Regions from separate parts of the Sus scrofa genome. Here regions 2 and 3 are each linked to region 1. Evidence: chromatin contacts called from public HiChIP or PLAC-seq data. All regions are on one chromosome and are shown on one strand. The core of a region is the stretch at or near the end of the contact, and the rest is flanking DNA. Distances in the headings are between cores, read along the strand shown.

The links. HiChIP or PLAC-seq counts read pairs in DNA pulled down with a chosen protein or histone mark.
Region 2: a contact with region 1 is called in an H3K27ac HiChIP or PLAC-seq map of alveolar macrophages. The contact joins two enhancer-like sites. A contact is called at or near these places in 1 of 47 Hi-C or Micro-C datasets (epiblast stem cells) and 1 of 2 datasets of contacts at active chromatin or transcription factors (alveolar macrophages).
Region 3: an H3K27ac HiChIP or PLAC-seq map of alveolar macrophages shows a contact between it and region 1. The contact joins two enhancer-like sites. A contact is called at or near these places in 1 of 47 Hi-C or Micro-C datasets (embryonic fibroblasts) and 1 of 2 datasets of contacts at active chromatin or transcription factors (alveolar macrophages).

The regions. Positions count from the first base shown.
Region 1 is chr17:19,564,042-19,567,102 of Sscrofa11.1, reverse strand. The region is part of intron 6 of SLX4IP (protein SLX4IP); the gene reads right to left. Among named protein-coding and RNA genes, the nearest start is that of JAG1, 64 kb to the left of the region's middle. Within about 2 kb of position 1,697, at least 1 of the 83 cell types and tissues checked has an H3K27ac peak or open chromatin away from gene starts, as enhancers often do. A contact at or near this core is called in alveolar macrophages, where this site is marked.
Region 2 is chr17:19,419,677-19,422,437 of Sscrofa11.1, reverse strand. All of the region lies in intron 2 of SLX4IP (protein SLX4IP), which reads right to left. Among named protein-coding and RNA genes, the nearest start is that of SLX4IP, 57 kb to the right of the region's middle. Within about 2 kb of position 1,372, at least 27 of the 83 cell types and tissues checked have an H3K27ac peak or open chromatin away from gene starts, as enhancers often do. A contact at or near this core is called in alveolar macrophages, where this site is marked.
Region 3 is chr17:19,403,617-19,406,452 of Sscrofa11.1, reverse strand. All of the region lies in intron 2 of SLX4IP (protein SLX4IP), which reads right to left. Among named protein-coding and RNA genes, the nearest start is that of SLX4IP, 41 kb to the right of the region's middle. Within about 2 kb of position 1,517, at least 24 of the 83 cell types and tissues checked have an H3K27ac peak or open chromatin away from gene starts, as enhancers often do. A contact at or near this core is called in alveolar macrophages, where this site is marked.

The DNA.
Region 1 (3,061 bases), core at 448-2,947:
CGGCTGCATTTGGGTCTCTGGGGGGTGGGGTCAGGGCAGGTGCATTGGTGCATTTCTTTCTTTTCTCTCTCTCTCTCTCTCTCTTTTTTTTTTTTTTTTTTTTTTTTGCGTTTTTAAGGCCACCCCTGTAGCTTATGGAAGTTCCCAGGCTAGGGGCTGAATCAGAGCTGCAGCTGCCAGCCTACACCACAGCCACAGCAACCACTGGATCCGAGCTGCATCTGTGACCTATACCTCAGCTTGTGGCAATGTTGGATCTTCAAACACGTGAGTGAGGTTAGGGCTTGAACACATGTCCTCATGGACACCATGTTGGGCTCTTAACCTATTGAGCCACAATGGGAAGTCCAGGGCACGTGCACTCAGGTCAAGCTCCCCAGTGATTCTGATACCCAGCGGAGCTCCTAAACTTCTGTCTTAAAGGGGCATGGAACTATAAAGACTGAGCAGATCATCCGATCAGGCACCATGGAACCCTGAGCCAGGCATTGTTTGAGGTCCTAGCAGAAAAGTACATGGACCCACAGAGAGTCTACGTTCTTGCTCTCATGGAGTCTCCATCCCAGTGCGGAAGATCACAGACAAACACACAAGGTCAGGTGGTGATGATGTTAGGGATAAATAAATATCTAAAGGGCTGCTGGAGTGCAGTTAGAGCCACTGGTCAGGGAAACCGTGGTAGGTGATGAGGTGAGCTTTGCCTAGAGATATGAGTGGAGGAGAAGCCCAAAGAGAGGAGCATTTCAAACCAGGGGAAGGGGTCAGGGAGCAGGGAAGAAGAGCGTGCATGTACGTGTGTATGTGCGCTGGTGACGTTAAGACCCACTGGAAAATTCCAAGAAAAAAAGTGACTTGCTATTTTCTCTATTTCTTTGTTTGGCAGCCTCACCTGTGGCATATGGAAGTTTCTGGTCTAGGCAGAAACTGTATCATAGTCACAGCAGTACCAGATTCAAGCCGCATCTGCGACCTACACTGCAGCTTGCAGCAACGCTGGATCCTTTTTTTTTTTGGTCTTTTTGTCTTTTTGTCTTTTTGTTGTTGTTGTTGTTGCTATTTCTTGGGCCGCTCCCCCGGCATATGGAGGTTCCCAGGCTAGGGGTCGAATCGGAGCTGTAGCCACCGGCCTACGCCAGAGCCACAGCAACTCGGGATCCGAGCCGCGTCTGCAACCTACACCACAGCTCACGGCAACGCCGGATCGTTAACCCGCTGAGCAAGGGCAGGGACTGAACCCGCAACCTCATGGTTCCTAGTCGGATTCGTTAACCACTGCGCCACGACAGGAACTCCTGGATCCTTAACCTACTGAGCGAGGCCAGGGATTGAACCTGCATCTTCATGGAGGCAACTGCTGGGTCCTTAACCTGCTGGGCCACAAGGGGGACTCTTAACTTGGTATTTTAAAAGGATCACCTTGGGTATAACAGAAGGACAAGGTGGAAACAGAGAGATCAGTGATGAGGCTACTGAGATGGTCCCTTCATGAGGGACAGATCCTGGAGGAGGAGGCGGTGGTAAGAAGTGGTTAGATTGGAAATATAATTTGAGGGGAGACCCAACAGAGTGAGCTGATGGATTGGATATAAAGAGGAAGAGGAAGCAGAAAAGTGGAGGATAACTCCTAGACCTGTGGTTTAAATAACTGGGTGAAGGAAGTTACCCTTTACCAACACAGGAAGTACTGGAGGAGGGGCAGGTGTGGGGAAGTGAAACCAAGCAATCTGTTTTAGGAATGTAAGCATTAAGAGTTGCCCTGGACAGGGAGTTCCCATTGTGGCACAGGAGAAACGAATCCGACTAGTATCCATGAGGACTCGAGTTTGATCCCTGGCCTCGATTAGTGGGCTGGGGATCCAGCATCGCCATGAGCTGTGGTGTAGGTCCCAGGTGCAGTTTGGATCTGGGTGGTTGTGGCTTAGGCCGGCAGCTGCAGCTCCTATTCCGATTTGACCCCTAGCTTGGGAACTTCCATATGCCACAGGTTCAGCCATAAAAAGCAAAAAAAAAAAAAAAAAAAAAAAAAAGAAAAAAGAAAGAAAGAAAGGAAAAGAGTTGCTCTGGATATCTAAAGTGTTGAGCAGGCAGTAAGAAGATATGGATTCCAGGAAGAGAGAATTCTGTCTGCAGACACAGACGCAGCTGGGGAGTCCACAGAGATGGTAATTTAAAGGCATGTGTCTGGATAAGCTCCAGGAGGTAGTGCAATTGGATGAGAAAAAAGAAGCTGAGATGATGAGGGTGATTCAGGAAGGAAGACCATGAGGGAATAGTTAGGAAAGAGAAAAGTCAAGGTCACATCATGTTCCTGGAAGAAAGAGCTTCAGTAAAAGGGATGACCCTGTCAAATGCTGCCTTAGTGAGAACTGACCAGTAGATGGTAACTTGACAAGAGTGGTTTTCGGTGATGCACCGAGACCCAGGCGTACCTGGAATGGGCTCAAGAGTGAAGCGGAGGCAGAGTGGAGACCAGGACTCTCCAGTGGAAATATAACCCACACTGTACAGGTAACTTTACATCTTCTAAAGACCCATGAATAAGTAATAGGAAACTGGTGACACCAAATTTCAAGACTATATTATTTAACCCCAAATGTTACCTTTATAACATATAATCAACATAAACGATTGAGAGAATTTATATTTCTGTACGGCCTGTGAAATCTGGTGCAGATTTTATACTTCTTGGTATGCCATTTCCGACTCACCATCCTTCAAGTGCTTCCTAGCCAGATGTGGCCACTGGCCACAGTCCTGGCCAGCAGAAGGGCAGGCAGCACTTCCAAAGAGTTTTGCAGTTAAAGGGGAGCAGAGAAAAGGGGTTCCAGCTGGACTGGAGGATTGGTGGTTAATGGCTGGCAAGATGGTGATGACTCTGGAATAGACATACTGGGTGGGATGTGATCAGTCCCTCTGTGCCAACCTCCACCTGAGGGCCAGCCCTGTTTCAGAAGCTCTGCAAGTTATTCATCAGTGTTCCCCTCCAAACAGATTGGGGAGGCTGGGGGTTCTGTTACTATCACGGGCCATTCGTGGACCAGCAGTGTGAATGCAATCCCAC
Region 2 (2,761 bases), core at 123-2,622, 140 kb after region 1:
TGTGTGTGTGACGGTGGCCAAATTTTCCCTTTTTATAAGAGCACCAGGAATACCCAATGAGGGCCCACCCTGATGACATCATTTAAACTTGACTATCTCTTTAGTGACACTGTTTCTAAACAAGGTCACCTTCTGAGGCCCACAGGGCTTAGAACGTCAACGTATCTTTCTGTGAGGGGAGGGACAATTCAACCTGTAACAAGAACTAACCAAGAACTCCGCTCACCATTTGAGCTGAACCCAGGTCTCCCAAGTCCATGCAGCAGCCTTTCCTATTCACAAGAGTCTCTCCGCTTCCAGCACAGACTGTGGGGTCCAGAGATGCCAGGCTCTATTTACAAAGTCGCCCACAACATGTTGATATTTTCAAAAACCAATGAAACCTTCAAAACCCAGCTAACAGAAAACACCCTTCCATTTGGTTACTAAATGCTCACCAATATCTTTTAACTTCCTCCCTCACAAAAATGCCTGAAGTATTTCTGCAGTAGGCTGGCCCTCACCCCTAAAATGTAGGTGGCCTAGGATCTTCCGCATGGGTTCCATCCCTGGCCCAGGAATTTCTGCATGCTGTGGGCAGGGCCAAAAATTAATTAAGTAAATAAAATGTCTACTCTTCAGAGAAGAGTGTGTGGAAACCTGACTGTGGTGGAAGACAAGTTAAATCCATTCTCCCATTTCATCCAGCTCACACATCCCAGCCTGCCCAGAGCAGGAAACTCCTGTGGAATCGACTTTGGTGATAAGAAACCCCAAGGGCCTTGGATTTCCTACAGGACTCAGTTTCTTTCTGCCACCTAAGTCACCCAGTGAGTGGCTGGCTCACCCATCCAGGCTCAGAGGCCAGGGGGCCAGGCTCACCCTTCAGCTTGGCACCCGGTGGTGGCATTTTGTAGCAGCCTCTGTTCGAGCTAGTTAATCATCACCCACCCTGCTGCCTACATATTCTTGAGTCTGAAGGTAATTGTTATATTGTCTCACTATTTTCCATTATAAATTAATGACATCTGTAACACTGAGTCATAAAAAAAAAGTCTATCCAAAGAACTGTATTAAAAATTACATGGAACTGATTTCCTTAAATGGCCTCTTGACAAACACACACCCGCCCTTTTCCATTAAGGCCTTTAGAATTCTGATCTACAGCTGGCCTTGGAAAATGCAGAATTATATTTTATTGCACAAGATCTAACACGTTATTACAGTTCCCAAAAATGTCTGAGTAAATAAGAGCAGAGCAGGATTAGACTGGATGCCGGCTCTCGTTCTCCTTGTTGTTGTTTTTGTTTTGAACCCTCAAAGAGCTACTCCCTTAAGGAATCAATAGTTTCCTACAGTACCGGACAGGGACAGACGGTTCAGGGCTGGAAGGGTGTGGGGGCTGCTCTAATCCAAAAGTCTGTTTGCTGAGTAGGAACTAAGGCCCACGCAGGAGTGGATGAAAATCAACAATCAAGGGAACTGCGCCAATACTTCACTGTACCTTCATTTGATTATTCAAAAGAAACAAAGTTTGACTGTAGATATTCAGACATTACTTTGTTCCAACAGAAGACATTTTTTTTTCAGACTAGAATCTTTGCAAAGGGCAATTTTTAAACTTTCCGAGAGAGGCTAGGGTTGACTGTTGAGTGTAACTAACTTGATCCTGAGCAATATTTAAAGGACTACTTATTATCTCAGAGCTTAACATTTTGTAAACAGGAACACAGAGCTCCTCGGGTTATACCATCTGCCTGGAAAAATGGAACAATACTGAGTTATTATATAAGACCTGATTGCCCTTCCTACCAACATTCCATCAGCAATTTCATCCAAGCTTGTAACTGAAAAGCTCATGTCTATCAACATCAGCCCTAGGTCTCATCTCCCCTCAGAATAAAGGGATTAAAAATGTTACCGGGATGTTGTGAGGATTAAAAGAAGACACAGGGAGTTCCCGTTGTGGCTCAGCTGATTAAGGACCCGACAGTGTCTCTGTGAGGATGCAGGTTCGATCCCTGGCCTTGCTCAATGGGTTAAGGATCTGGCAGTTGCTGCAAGCTACAGCCCACATTACAGATACAGCTCAGATCCAGCGAGGCTGTGACTGTGGTGTAGGCTGGAAGCTGCAGCTCTGATTTGACCCCTAGCCTGGGAATTTTCATATGCCGCAGGTGTGGGTATAAAACAAACAAACAAAAACAAACAAAAAAACCCGACAACGACTTGGGAAAGTGCCTGCCACGCCCCTGGTCCCCAAGCTCCTAAGCAGAACTCCTCTCCCTCTCAACCCTGGCAGCATGGTACCTGTCTAATGGTCTATACCTCCTATGGGTGCAACTGGCTCGTTTGAACTCTCCATGTGGAACCTGGGGTCCTACATACAACACACCCTCAAAGAATTTCTGCCTTCGTGTTTCAAATAAAACATTTTTTGTTCTTATTTCCAAGACAGTGTTAGAATTCCTATCTGGTAAAATAAAGAGACAAAAGTAGAGCTAATTGTTAGTTTGCTTAAACTACCAGGGGAAAAAAAAAAAAAAAGCAACAACCAAGTCAAACTTTCTTAAATATATATGCATCCTGTGTATAAGAGATGCTGTAACAGGCAAATGACCCATTTGGCCAATCGATAACTTTAAAGGTGAGTTTATACATTTTAATCTAATCATTTGGGGGGAGGTCTCGTTGTGGCTCATCGGAAGCAAACCTGACTAGCATCCATGAGGATGTGGGTTCAATCCTTAGCCTCGCTCAGTGGGTTAAGGATCTTGCGTTG
Region 3 (2,836 bases), core at 268-2,767, 160 kb after region 1:
ACAAGAAACTCCCTCAAACAGGGGAATAACAGCACTATCCCACAGTTGAAGAAATGGGCGCTCAGGAAGGTAACACAAGCACAAGTGAAGCCCAGTCACAGGTGAAGCCACAATGGGAAAGCAGGAAGCTTTATTAAAAGCCTGATGCTCATTTGACCTTCTAGAACCCTTTCCTCAAAAACCTGAGGATCTATGATGAAAGAACCTAGAGTAACAGGAATAGAACATACAGAACCACAGAAACTTAGGATGAGACATGATGATCTCAGTATGATCCAGAATATATGGTGAATTTTTTCAGGTCATGAGAACTGGGGCACTAGACCTGTCACACGCCTTGCCAGCATCAATATGACACTACGTCTCTGTGAAACAAACAGCATGACATTCTTTCTCACCTCAGATCACCCTTGCAAAATATAGAGGGAACACTTCCAAACTCCTACAAAGCCAGCATTACCTTGATAACAAAACTGCTGGGCAGGGTCACTAAAAAACTCATTTGTGGAGTTCCCACTGTCGAACAGTGGGTTAAGGATTCAGCATAGTCGCAGCTGTGGCATAGGCTGCAGAGGCAGCTCGGATTCAATCCCTGGCCTGGGAATTTCCATATGCTGGGGGTGCAGCCAAAAAACCCCCCTGCAAAAAAAAGTCTTATTCATTACTTGATGTCTGTAATGGTCCTAAAATCAGAATGATATTGTCACATGCTACTCACATGTGACACAAAGTGACACGTGCAATGGCCTGGTTTCCTATATTACGTAATCACGGGTACTCCAAGAGGCTCTTCTCAGAGAAGCATGGAAAAGGATAAGACTAAGTGCACACTGTGCATCTTTACATCATGTCACTAACGGCTGGATGGTTGTACATATGCAATGACTCTTCCGGGAAATGTCATTTCCATGCCCCCCACTCCAGAGTTCTGAGACACAAGGACACTCTGTCAGTCCCACCCCATCTCCCACTTCCTCTGTCCTGCATCCCCAAAACTCACAGCAACATTAACAACAAGAAAAGGCGAGCAGGAAGAGCAGTTAAACGGAATGACACAGTGACTTCAAGGACTCTGCCCCACTGGAAATCCTCCAGTCTTTACTGCCAAGACCAGGGCTGAGCTGGGGTCCCAAAGCCTTCCAAGGGCCACAGGGATCCTCCCTCTCAGCCCTCACTGCTGCCTCAGGGATGCATGTTGTTGGCGGGGGCGGGGGCGGGGGGGTGGGGGAAAGAGCACACCAAAGGCAGTCTTGTGTCACCGAACGCTTTCTCCAAGGCCACTGTGGATTGTCTGGGTGGTTCTGTTTTCTACTGCTGTGGTGTTTCTTGGTGAGGAGAACTGTGAGAAGAGATGAAAAACATCCACAGGCCTAACAGGCGAAGTGTGAGGCCATCTACTCCCAGGCAAACAAAGGCGGGGCAAACAAACGCGGGCATGCAGGATGTCACGCTAACTCAGGAAGGAGCCAGCGATTTTAGAAGACCTTAGCTGCTGCACTTCTTGGATCATGATGTCTGCCCAGTTACTTTACAAAACGCAGAACAAGGATGCCCTCTACAGCCCTCACCAAGAATCCAGGGAACTTAGTGAGTTCTTGTGTCCCAGAGATCCTGAATCTACTTTCCAACTCAGAATTATTTTTACGCTAGCATAAGTTAATAACATACATATATGCTTTGTATGGATGTTGAAAAAAAATTAAAGTCTCATGGTCTGACACTAATTAAAATAAGATATAGCAGGAGTTACTGTTGCGGCTCAGTGGTAATGAACCCCACTAGTATCCATGAGAATGAGGGTTTGATTCCTGGCCTCACTCAGTGGGTTAAGGGTCCCACATCGCCATGAGCTGTGGTGGAGATCGCAGATGAGGCTCAGATCTGGTATTGCTGTGGCTGTGGTGTACACTGGTGGCTGCAGCTTCAGGTGGACCCCTAGCCTGGGAACTTCCATACACCTTGGGTGTGGCCCTAAAAAGACAAAAAAAAAAAAAAAAAGATATAATGATGTCCAAAGAATTATATCATCATTATACCAAAATAATTTACTTTCCTGAAGGCCATATAGAAGCAAAGTCTATACATTGCCATTTTGGCTATTGAAAAGGCTATTTTCAAAAGAATTACTTAAAATATTTTCCCCTGTGATCTCCTAACAGGGGCAACAAGTTGAGATCAAACGTTTTTAAGAAACATACCACAAGTTGAAGATTACAATATCCCTTTCTGGGACTGAAAAAAGGCCCGTAAGAAATAACTCTAAGTTTGAATGATTTCCCTGCTGCCCACGAGCCACGAGGAAAGAAACCTCTCATCTTTGTAATAGGGCAAGTGAAGGATCCTAGGTGCCTTGGAGATGCTCCAGGTTACTCCAGGCAAATACAAAAGAAGCAGAGCACAGGTCCTGCTTCTTGGAAATGTGACTGGGAAGAGTGATGGTATAAAAGCATGGATGGCTATAGACATGAACAATGGAGAATACACATAATACATGGCAACAGAAGCTGCATATCGCAGTCAAAGGAACAATGAGAGGGTCAGCAATGCAGGAAAAGTTTAGCTTCTGTGTGAAAAGAAAAGTGACCTTTGGTCAAGCCTGGGGAAAGCTGAAGGGAAGAAAAGGTGAGAGAGAACAAATAGGAAGAGAGAAAGACCCCAGGCCATCTCACTGTGGGAAAAGCAAATGCATCAGTTTCATAGCAGTAGGTGGGCCAGGGTCCTAAGTTTCAAGATGAAAACATGGGTCACACTTAAAGGGGATGTGGAGAACAGTTTTCGGGGTGCCTTAAATTTGGCTGGAGAGTTTAGAGTAGATCTGAAGAAACAAAAATTCTGA